3 separate regions of the Gossypium hirsutum genome follow, and all the other regions are linked to region 2. The links are chromatin contacts, called in public Hi-C maps. All regions are on one chromosome and are shown on one strand. Each heading gives the region's core, a stretch centred on a gene start, on an enhancer-like site or on the middle of the called end of the contact. The rest is flanking DNA. Distances are from core to core; before and after follow the strand shown.

The links. A called contact is a pair of places that touch in the nucleus more often than the background predicts.
Region 1: a contact with region 2 is called in a Hi-C map of leaf, with 2.6 times the contacts expected there. The contact joins the enhancer-like site here to the promoter of LOC107954804 in region 2. A contact is called at or near these places in 2 of 34 Hi-C or Micro-C datasets (both in leaf).
Region 3: a Hi-C map of leaf shows a contact between it and region 2, with 1.7 times the contacts expected there. The contact joins the promoter of LOC107956295 here to the promoter of LOC107954804 in region 2. A contact is called at or near these places in 2 of 34 Hi-C or Micro-C datasets (leaf and petal).

What each region holds. Positions count from the first base shown.
Region 1 is chrD07:48,444,349-48,447,484 of Gossypium_hirsutum_v2.1, reverse strand. No RefSeq gene overlaps it. Among protein-coding and RNA genes, the nearest start is that of LOC121219509, 43 kb to the right of the region's middle. Within about 2 kb of position 1,389, at least 6 of the 9 cell types and tissues checked have an H3K27ac peak or open chromatin away from gene starts, as enhancers often do. A contact at or near this core is called in leaf, where this site is marked.
Region 2 is chrD07:48,607,391-48,610,210 of Gossypium_hirsutum_v2.1, reverse strand. It overlaps LOC107954804 (receptor-like protein kinase FERONIA), which reads left to right and starts at 1,410. Exons shown (of 1, transcript XM_016890485.2): 1 at 1,410-2,820. The coding sequence starts at 1,925. It also overlaps the pseudogene LOC121219175.
Region 3 is chrD07:48,743,841-48,746,696 of Gossypium_hirsutum_v2.1, reverse strand. It overlaps LOC107956295 (fumarylacetoacetase), which reads right to left and starts at 1,500. Exons shown (of 6, transcript XM_041097783.1): 1 at 1,254-1,500; 2 at 1,000-1,028; 3 at 462-526; 4 at 136-228. The coding sequence starts at 1,500.

The DNA of each region.
Region 1 (3,136 bases), core at 140-2,639, 160 kb after region 2:
CCACCCGTCCGTCGCGGTTCCACCGCGATCAGTGACCAGAGGCATGCCGAGTTGGGCTTTTAACCCCTTTTTGGAGCAGATCCGAGGGCAAATGTAAGCCTCCCTTTCCCTTTTATTTTTATTTTTCGCATATATAAAAAAATGAATAACAAATCGAAGAAAGAAAATAATAAAAAAAACTCTAATAATCACCTTTAAAAAAAATTGATATTCGATTTTGTATCTTTTGATTTTTTTCATCCCCTTTTTACAGATTCATGTTTGGCTTTATATAGCCGAAATAACAGAGAAAGGAAAATAAAAATCCGTTCTCTAATTCTGCTATTTTCCTTTTTTGTAATCTAATTGCTTCTTTTTTGCTGTTTTCCTTGTTTATTCTGTTGCAGGAGCATGCTTGGAGGGGGCGCGCGCGGAGGCACCGCACGCGGGGCCCTGGGTTCGACACTGGTGCAGAGGCAGAAAGCTGCTGCTGCTGCTAGGATTTTTTGTTTTGTTTTGGGCTAGTGGGCTAGGGTTTAAGCATTTAGGCCACTATAATTGGATAGTGAATTTGGGCTTTAAGTTTGGGTTTGTAAAAAAAACTGGACTGTTTTATTATTTTGGTTTTTTTATTTTTTTGTGCTTATTTAATTGGGTCCGGGGCAAAATTGGGTATTACACCTACATTTTGTTAACTAGTAGAATGAAGTTTCGCCATGGGAAAGTTGCCTTTGGAAAATGATCGATGACGCTGTCAGAATTGCAAATTATGTAGTAAATATGATTATTGATTCATGTTTACAATCATTTGCCTACCAATATGATTTGAGTCTAGCAGATTGAAAAGGAAATTATAAACTTCGGCTTTAAAGTAAAATTAATTACTAAAAACAGTTCAATTCGTCATTCACCTTCAACAATGCATCCAGGGTGGTAAGTCACAGAGTGTTCTACTATCCTCCCTGACGCTTGTAAATCCCCATCGTGTCTTGTATCTTGACTCCGTTTGGTACGGGAAGGCAGGACATGTAAGGCTTACCTCTACCACAATTTACAATCGGTTTAAATGGATTATATGTTCCGTTGGTCACATCATGTCCATCAGTTCCAGCGAGGATTCTACCGCTATGAGAACCCATCAGGAACTCCAACTCCTCATCCTCGGCGATGAGTGATGAGGTGCGGCTGGTGTTGATTTGCATTGACATAGCTCTACAGGGATTCATCGGATTGTAGAGCACAAGCACTATAATTGCAAGTGAGAGATATGCTTTCATCATTTTGGCTTCCATAATCTGTCTCTCCAGCCTCAAATCAATGACAAAGCTTAACCAGCTCTCTCTAAGGTCATGCCATTTATATACAAGTTGAAACAATGACAACCCACGTGAACCGAATTGATGTTTCAACCTCCATATACGAAAATTCCAATCACTAAAAGTTAATTCATTAAACTATTCTATCCACTGCCAAAGCATAACTGCCACTCAAATAACGTGGGATTATTTCATCATTTTTTCCATATATTAGCAGCACATATTTTGCATTTTTTACTACCATTTCAGTATCATCAACCCATCTTATTATTAATATTCAATCTCTCTAATTTTTACCGATCATTTATTAATAATTAATATTTCTTTTAATTATATTAAAACCAAAAGAAAAAAGTTACCCGGTATATTACTTAACTTTTACCTCTAATATTTACTTCAAATTTGGGAGGATATAAATAAAAATATTAGTTGTCAAAAAATGAGATTAAATAAAAGAAACTTGACTTGTTTAAAATAAGAGTCGAGTTCGAATTTCAATATTTAAAGCTCGAGTTTTATCTGACTTAGGGGTGTAAATGAGACAGTAGTGCTTGCAAGTTACTCGAGTTCGACTCAAAATAATTTGAACTCAATTCGGTAGTTATTGAACTTAATTCGAGCTTGAGCAACTTGAGTTATCAATTGGACCAAATTTGAGCTTAGTAATACTTGACTCGAACGGCTCATGAGCCTTATCAAACTTTTCATATTTCCTTTAATATGTAATATTAGCCCTAGACATAATTATTGGCTTGAGTTTGAGCTCGAGCTTGAGTACAAAATTTGGTTAACATTAAGCTTAATCGAGCTTGAGCTCGAGTAGCTCGATTATATCTCGAGTAAATCTCTAGCTTATAATAGATGTTTGATTAAGCTCGAGCCGAGTATCTAGTTGAGCTCAAGTTTGTTAGTATTCGAGCTCGACTCGATTACACCCCTAGTTTGGCTTGATCCATTTTCAAGTTTATGATAATTTATTTTATATATTATGAAATTTATATTATATGAAAATTAAATATATTAAATTATAATGTAAATTAAAAAAAATTAACTTGTGTATACTAAGATTTAAAAAAGAAAAAAATATATCGATAGTGAAAGAGATAAATAATTACTAAATATTAAATAAAATAAATAACTTTTAAAATAAACAACAATATGAAAGGATCTAAACAAGTTTGAGTTAATTATTTACAAATAGAGATGGATTTAGACAAAATTTGAATATCATATTTCAAGCTAGACTAGACTTTGTAACTATATTTGTTTTCTTTTTAATACAATATAATTTCAAACTCGTACACTCACACACTAAACTACTACACAGGTGAACCTAAGAATTGAACCTTGATCTTTAAGTATGGATGAACTCGATTCAACCAATGAACGTATTGCTCAAGTTTAACTATTCTTATTATTAATATCATAAATAAGATTAAACTAAACAAAATTTAATCTGACCCATATGTAACTCTAAAAATAATGTTTTGAATAAAATGAATCAAACATAAAATAAAATAAATAACAACAAACCAATTGGCCTCTCGGTACTTCAATTGATACATATCATTTTTAGCCAACAAAAGCAGAACTGTTATTTGAGGAAAGGGTTAATTTGTAGATTTATTTACATACTTCAGTATATATTTTTTAGAATAATGCAAAATTTAGTTCTTATTTTGTTAATTTAGTTATTATTATTTTTTAGTTTAGTTTAATCATTAACTTTTTCTAAAAAAAAGTTAAATTGTTTTTAATAGAAATATTGAATAAAAAATTAATTTTATAACAATGTTGGCCGTGATAACTTGTATAACAATTTGTGTACTTTATTCTGAAAT
Region 2 (2,820 bases), core at 161-2,660:
GCGTGGACTATATGGTTTGCATGTGTCTTTGTCTCGTTGCTAAAGAGGTACTTATTGAAGGAGGGTGGTTGGGTAGGGGTCTTAGCTACTGAATCTCCTACTCTATGGGTGTCATGTAGAGTTACGGATGTCAATTTCAAGTATTGTTGGAGTTGAGTTAAATGGACTAGACAAGGTGCTCGTCAGACTAAAATGTGATGGATTAACGAATGCCATTAAGAACCTTTCATCATTCATCTTTTGAAGATTATGTGAGCTCGCTCGGTGTGACAAGGTATTTGGGTGAATGATATTGCTCCTCTAGCGAGCCTATGAGGTCAAGCTTCGTGGTGCACAAAATTGAACTTTGATAAGTTCTTTTTACCGTTTTGATGATTTGGCAAGAAGGTTCGAAATGAGGGTAACAATATTGGTTTTATATGTTTTTATTTAATTTTCACTCATAGTGAATGAAAAGTAATCTAATTATTCAAATCTTTTTACCTTACTTAAAGATTATTTAGTTCTGAAATATAATTTTTATTTTCTGTAGATTAATGTGTAAATTTGTCATTATACTTTATGTAAAAAATGAAATTTGTCACCATATTTTAATTTTATTGATCTTTGACCTTGTACATTTGAAATAAAGATAAACTTACCATTCAACTTTTAACTCTATATTGAATTTTACAAGTTCACTTTTGCTTGATTGGTTTTTGATTAAATTTTAATATTCAATTTTAATTTAAATAAATCGAAGACAAAATTAATAAAAATATTTTTAATATTTTATTTTTATAATTAAAATAATGAATTAATTAATATAATGTTAAGTATTAATAAAACTTTTATTTATAAAAAAAGAAAGTAATTTTACTGTTTCATTTTTAATCACCATTCACAACTTAATTTTCACGTTTAATAGATGAGTCTCACATGGTCCTACACATTTTAAGGTGATGATTGTTTGATTATATATTAATGGACTAAAAAGTAATGGAGTGAATATTAACTCATTAATTTATTATTAATTATTAAAATAAAATATTTAAAAATAAATTTTCGGTAAATCTTGTTTTTAAACCATCAAAATTAAATTATAAATTTTAATTAAAAAATCAAAGATGATGGCTAAAATTTAACAAAATTCAAAGTTCAATCACATAAAACTTGAGTTATAAATTTACCTATATTCTTAAAATATAATTACAAATATCAATTAAAATAAACTTGAGTTACAAATTTTAGTTCACCTATATTCGTAAGAAGATGGACATATTTGCAAGTGAAATCTGAACAATACCAAATAGTAAAAATGTATATTTCCATTTTTAATATTTTATACTAAACATCATATGAAAAGAATAGATATAGTTTTCAATTTTTTTTTCTTTCTTTTTACTTTTCATATTTAGTGGGGCTCAATCGAAACAAACACTATAGTTTCCTATATTTTAGATAAAGACATGAATGAACATTCAATTAAAACTCCCAAAATTCCAAATTCGTCATTGGTGAGAATAGTCCCCTCTATTTGATTATTCAACCAATACAATTCCACTTCTGTTTTTCCTCCTCTCTTTTCTTCCACTTTCTTCCAAAACAAATAGAAATTTAATGCTAAAGAACAAAAAAAAATCTCAGTGCATCTTAATATTTGGATAGCTGAATAATAGCACCAAAAAGGTGCTGCCAAAAAGTCAATCTTGTTTGACTAGGCCCACCGTTACCCATATGCAGTAGAGAAGACGGATGATAATAACGTGACATTCTATGGAATACACATAAGAAACAAATGTTAAACTCTACTAACTTTGACTAATCAAATTACGAAAATGAGAATTTGAAAATTCAATTGTACAGTAACTGACCTTGTCCTGCACTCCATCTCCACTTCACTATTCATTTCCTACCTTTCTTCATCTCTTATCCCTTTCTCCATATGCATCTTCTCTCTCTGCCTCTCTGTTTTTCCCTCGCAATGGAGATTCCAACCAAAACACCAACTTTTTCCCTTCAAAACTCGTTCCCCTGTCTCTTCTTCTTCTTCTTCTTCTCCAGTCAATACATTGTGGTTCCTGTTACAGCAGATTTCAATGTTACCCCTTACCACCCCATAGAAAACATTGCAATTGACTGCGGTTCTAATTCCACCAATGCCTCATCTCCCGATAGCCGTTCTTGGGTTGGAGATGGCAATGGAAAATTCAGCCCCATAGAGCCACAAAACAACAAGTACAAATCATCAGCGAGAAAATCATCAGTTAATAATGTCCCCTACTCCACAGCTCGTCTTTCTTACTCACAGTTCACCTATTCTATTCCCCTCACTCCTGGCCCAAAGTTCATCCGCTTGCACTTCTATCCAACTTCATACCCAGACTTTGACGAACCTTCTAAGAAAGCTTTCTTCTCTGTTGAAGGTGGGGGTTTTACCCTTCTCAGGAATTTCAGTGCTTCACTCCATGCTGTACCCGAAGTTCCACTTATCATCAAAGAATTTTGTATAAATGTAGATGAAGCTCAAAGGTTAAACTTAACCTTTATTCCTAGTCCTGATATCACTGATTCTTATGCTTTCATCAATGCCATCGAAGTTGTTTCTATGCCGATCAATCTATATTATACACCAAAGATTGTTGATGACGGCGTACCTTTTGTTGGCCAGGCCCAGGGAAGCTTGTACACCCTAGAAAACAACACTGCCCTTGAGAGGATGTATCGAGTCAGAGTTGGTGGGAGAGAAATCCCGCCAGAAGAAGACACTGGGATGTTCAGGGGCTGGTTAAAAGATGACGCCTATTTGACAATAGCCAAACCAAGTGCTTTACCTGTTAA
Region 3 (2,856 bases), core at 251-2,750, 140 kb before region 2:
AATTGATTAAGTTAGGAAATTTCTAACACATAAACACATTCATTACTTGTGCATGTTTGTGTGTGGATTGGTAGATACATACATACAAAGCAAAAAGGATACAAAAGTGAAAGATAATGTACTAAACATACAGACCCACTAATGGTCCCAGTTCTAAGGAGATCGCCTGGCCTCAGGTTGCAACCATTGATTGTGTGGTGTGCTACTTGTTGAGTCACTATCCAATATCTGTTAGAAGAGTTCAACAAAAATCAACACATATTTGAAAAGCAACAAATCAGTATATTAAGTACAACAAGAGATGCAACATCTTCAAGTTCAAAAAATACTCAAATTTTCTCCCAACATCAAATAATGAAACAATTTGATTCTTTCTTTCATAACATCATAAGGGAAAAAGCAGCTATCATCTGACAGGACTTTCAAAAGAATAAGAGCAGCAGTGAAGTGGAATCCCTTACAGGTTCTTTAAATTACTTCTTGTAACCATGCATGAATCAGTTTGTCCAGAAGGTTTAATTTGAACCTAGAATCAAGAAACAAGTTCACCTTGAAAATTTTATAAAATTTAAGCACCCGTAACTCAATAGCAAGAAAATAACTTAAATTCACGATACTACAAACACATCATATCAAACTGGGAAACATCCACTAAAATAACTAGTGAAATACTGAAAATCAAGAGGTAAGTTGGATGCTACCTCCAGAACCAGAAAGATATCCTAAAACATGAACTCCATGTTAACATTAGGAAATTTCAAGAAATGCAAATAAACAGAACTCAACTAGCCGAAATCACAAGCCATTCGAAAAATAATAGAACCAGTCAAACATGCAATAGAATAAACAAGTATAGAACCACATTGAAAAACTTTTCATCTGTTCAATCGAACATGCAATAGAAACAGTCAAAGAAAAGCCCAATGGAAATCATAAGAAAATAATCAAAATTAGGAGAACAAAAAAAATATTGCAAATTTGAGCAAAAGGAAAACTAACCTGTAAAATAAACAGGGGAAGAGTGCGAGCTGCTAAAAGAGTGATGTAACGACTTGTCAGGCTGCTGTAGAGTTAGGAGTAGAAAGAAAAACGAAATTGATTTTACTGAAAAGAAAAGAAAAGAAACGAAAAACAGGGAAAGAGTGCGAGCATTTTTCGTTCTTGATAAAATGGAGAAAAGAAAAGAAACGTAAAGAGAAGAAAACAAACGTACGAGAAGAAGAAGCATAAATCGATGGAAGGGAAAAAATTACCTTGCAATATGAAAGGGAAATGTCTGAGAAGATGAAGTTGATGAGGGCAGAAACTGGAATAGAAAATAAGAAACGGGAATGGAATCCCTAATCGGCGCTGAATGGGGGGAATGGCTATTACAGCCAATGGGGGTAATAGGGGCGAAACTGAATCGGGCTGTAATGTTATTACAGTCAACCAAATGCCCGTTTGGTGGTGGGCCTTCAAAATTGAGGGGAACGCATACCTATTCCCCCAACCAAACATGCTTGTAGTGTCATATCTTTTATTAAGGATGATATATTATTGACTCAAAAAAAGTAGTATTTTAAAAAAATAAATTTATGAAAAATATTCTATCAAGAAATACACTATTTTCGATCGGTCTTTTGATGGAATATTATTGGCGAATTGAGTATTTTTGACAAAAAAATTAATTTTAATTTTAATTTTATATAATATTTAGAACTATCCATAATTTCTTCTCATCCTTAAATAGGAGGATAAATGTGCTTTAATGTACTCGGACTTACGTCCTCCTATTCTAACAACAATGTTGATGCTAATCGAGGTAATACCTGGTCGATAAATTTTATTTCTTTTTAAATACATTTTTGGGTGAAAATTTTAATTAATTTATAAAATTTATTAAATTATGGAACATCTACGATGTTGGTGAAAGAATTATGTAATAAATATATCTATACAAATTAATTTAAAGATCAAATGAAACTTTAATTGAAGCGGTGAAGATGTTAAAATTTATTGTGTTTTGAGTTTGAATCCTATCAATTATATTTTTCTAGATTTCACATTAATTGAAATGACAATAATATATGTTTATTACTTTGTAAAAGGAAAGAGTTTTGGTAATTACTCAATTGAGTTGGGACGCGATTGAAGAGTAATACTAACTCAATAAACCCCTTAAATATAGTATAGATTCTCGTATGAGATTTTAATATTTAACATAGGTATAATGATTTATTTGACCCTCCAAATTTACTAAAAAAATTATTTTACCCATCCATTTACTTTTTTGTCTTTTTTAGCCCTTAAACTTGAGTTTGTTAAATTATCCTAAAATGAATGAAAAAGTTAACTTTTGTTAACTTTAGTGATGTAGCGTACATGTGAATTACCACATGGATGCCATGCCAATAATTAATAATTTTTAAAATTTTTAAAATTTTTTCAAAAAAATATAATAATAATTTTTAAAATTTAAAAACTACTAAAAAGATATAAAAATTATGTATATATTTTAAATTTTTTTAAAAATTAATTAATTGTTAGTTGCCACGTGTATGACGCCACGTCAACAAAGTTAACAAACATTAACTTTTTCATCCATTTCAAGGCTATTTGACAAACAATGTAAGTTTAAGGGCTAAAAGAAAAAAAATTAAATGGAGGGCTAAAATGATATTTTGTGAAGTTGAGGGCCAAAAAAGGTCATTTGCCTTTAAAATGTGATTTATATATTAACATTAAATTTAGAAACAACTTATATTTTAAAATTATTTAAAATTAATATATCATATATACTAATATTAACAAAATTGAATATAATTAAAAAACACCTAAAAAAAAGTGTCACACCTTAGGAGAACCCCTTGCATA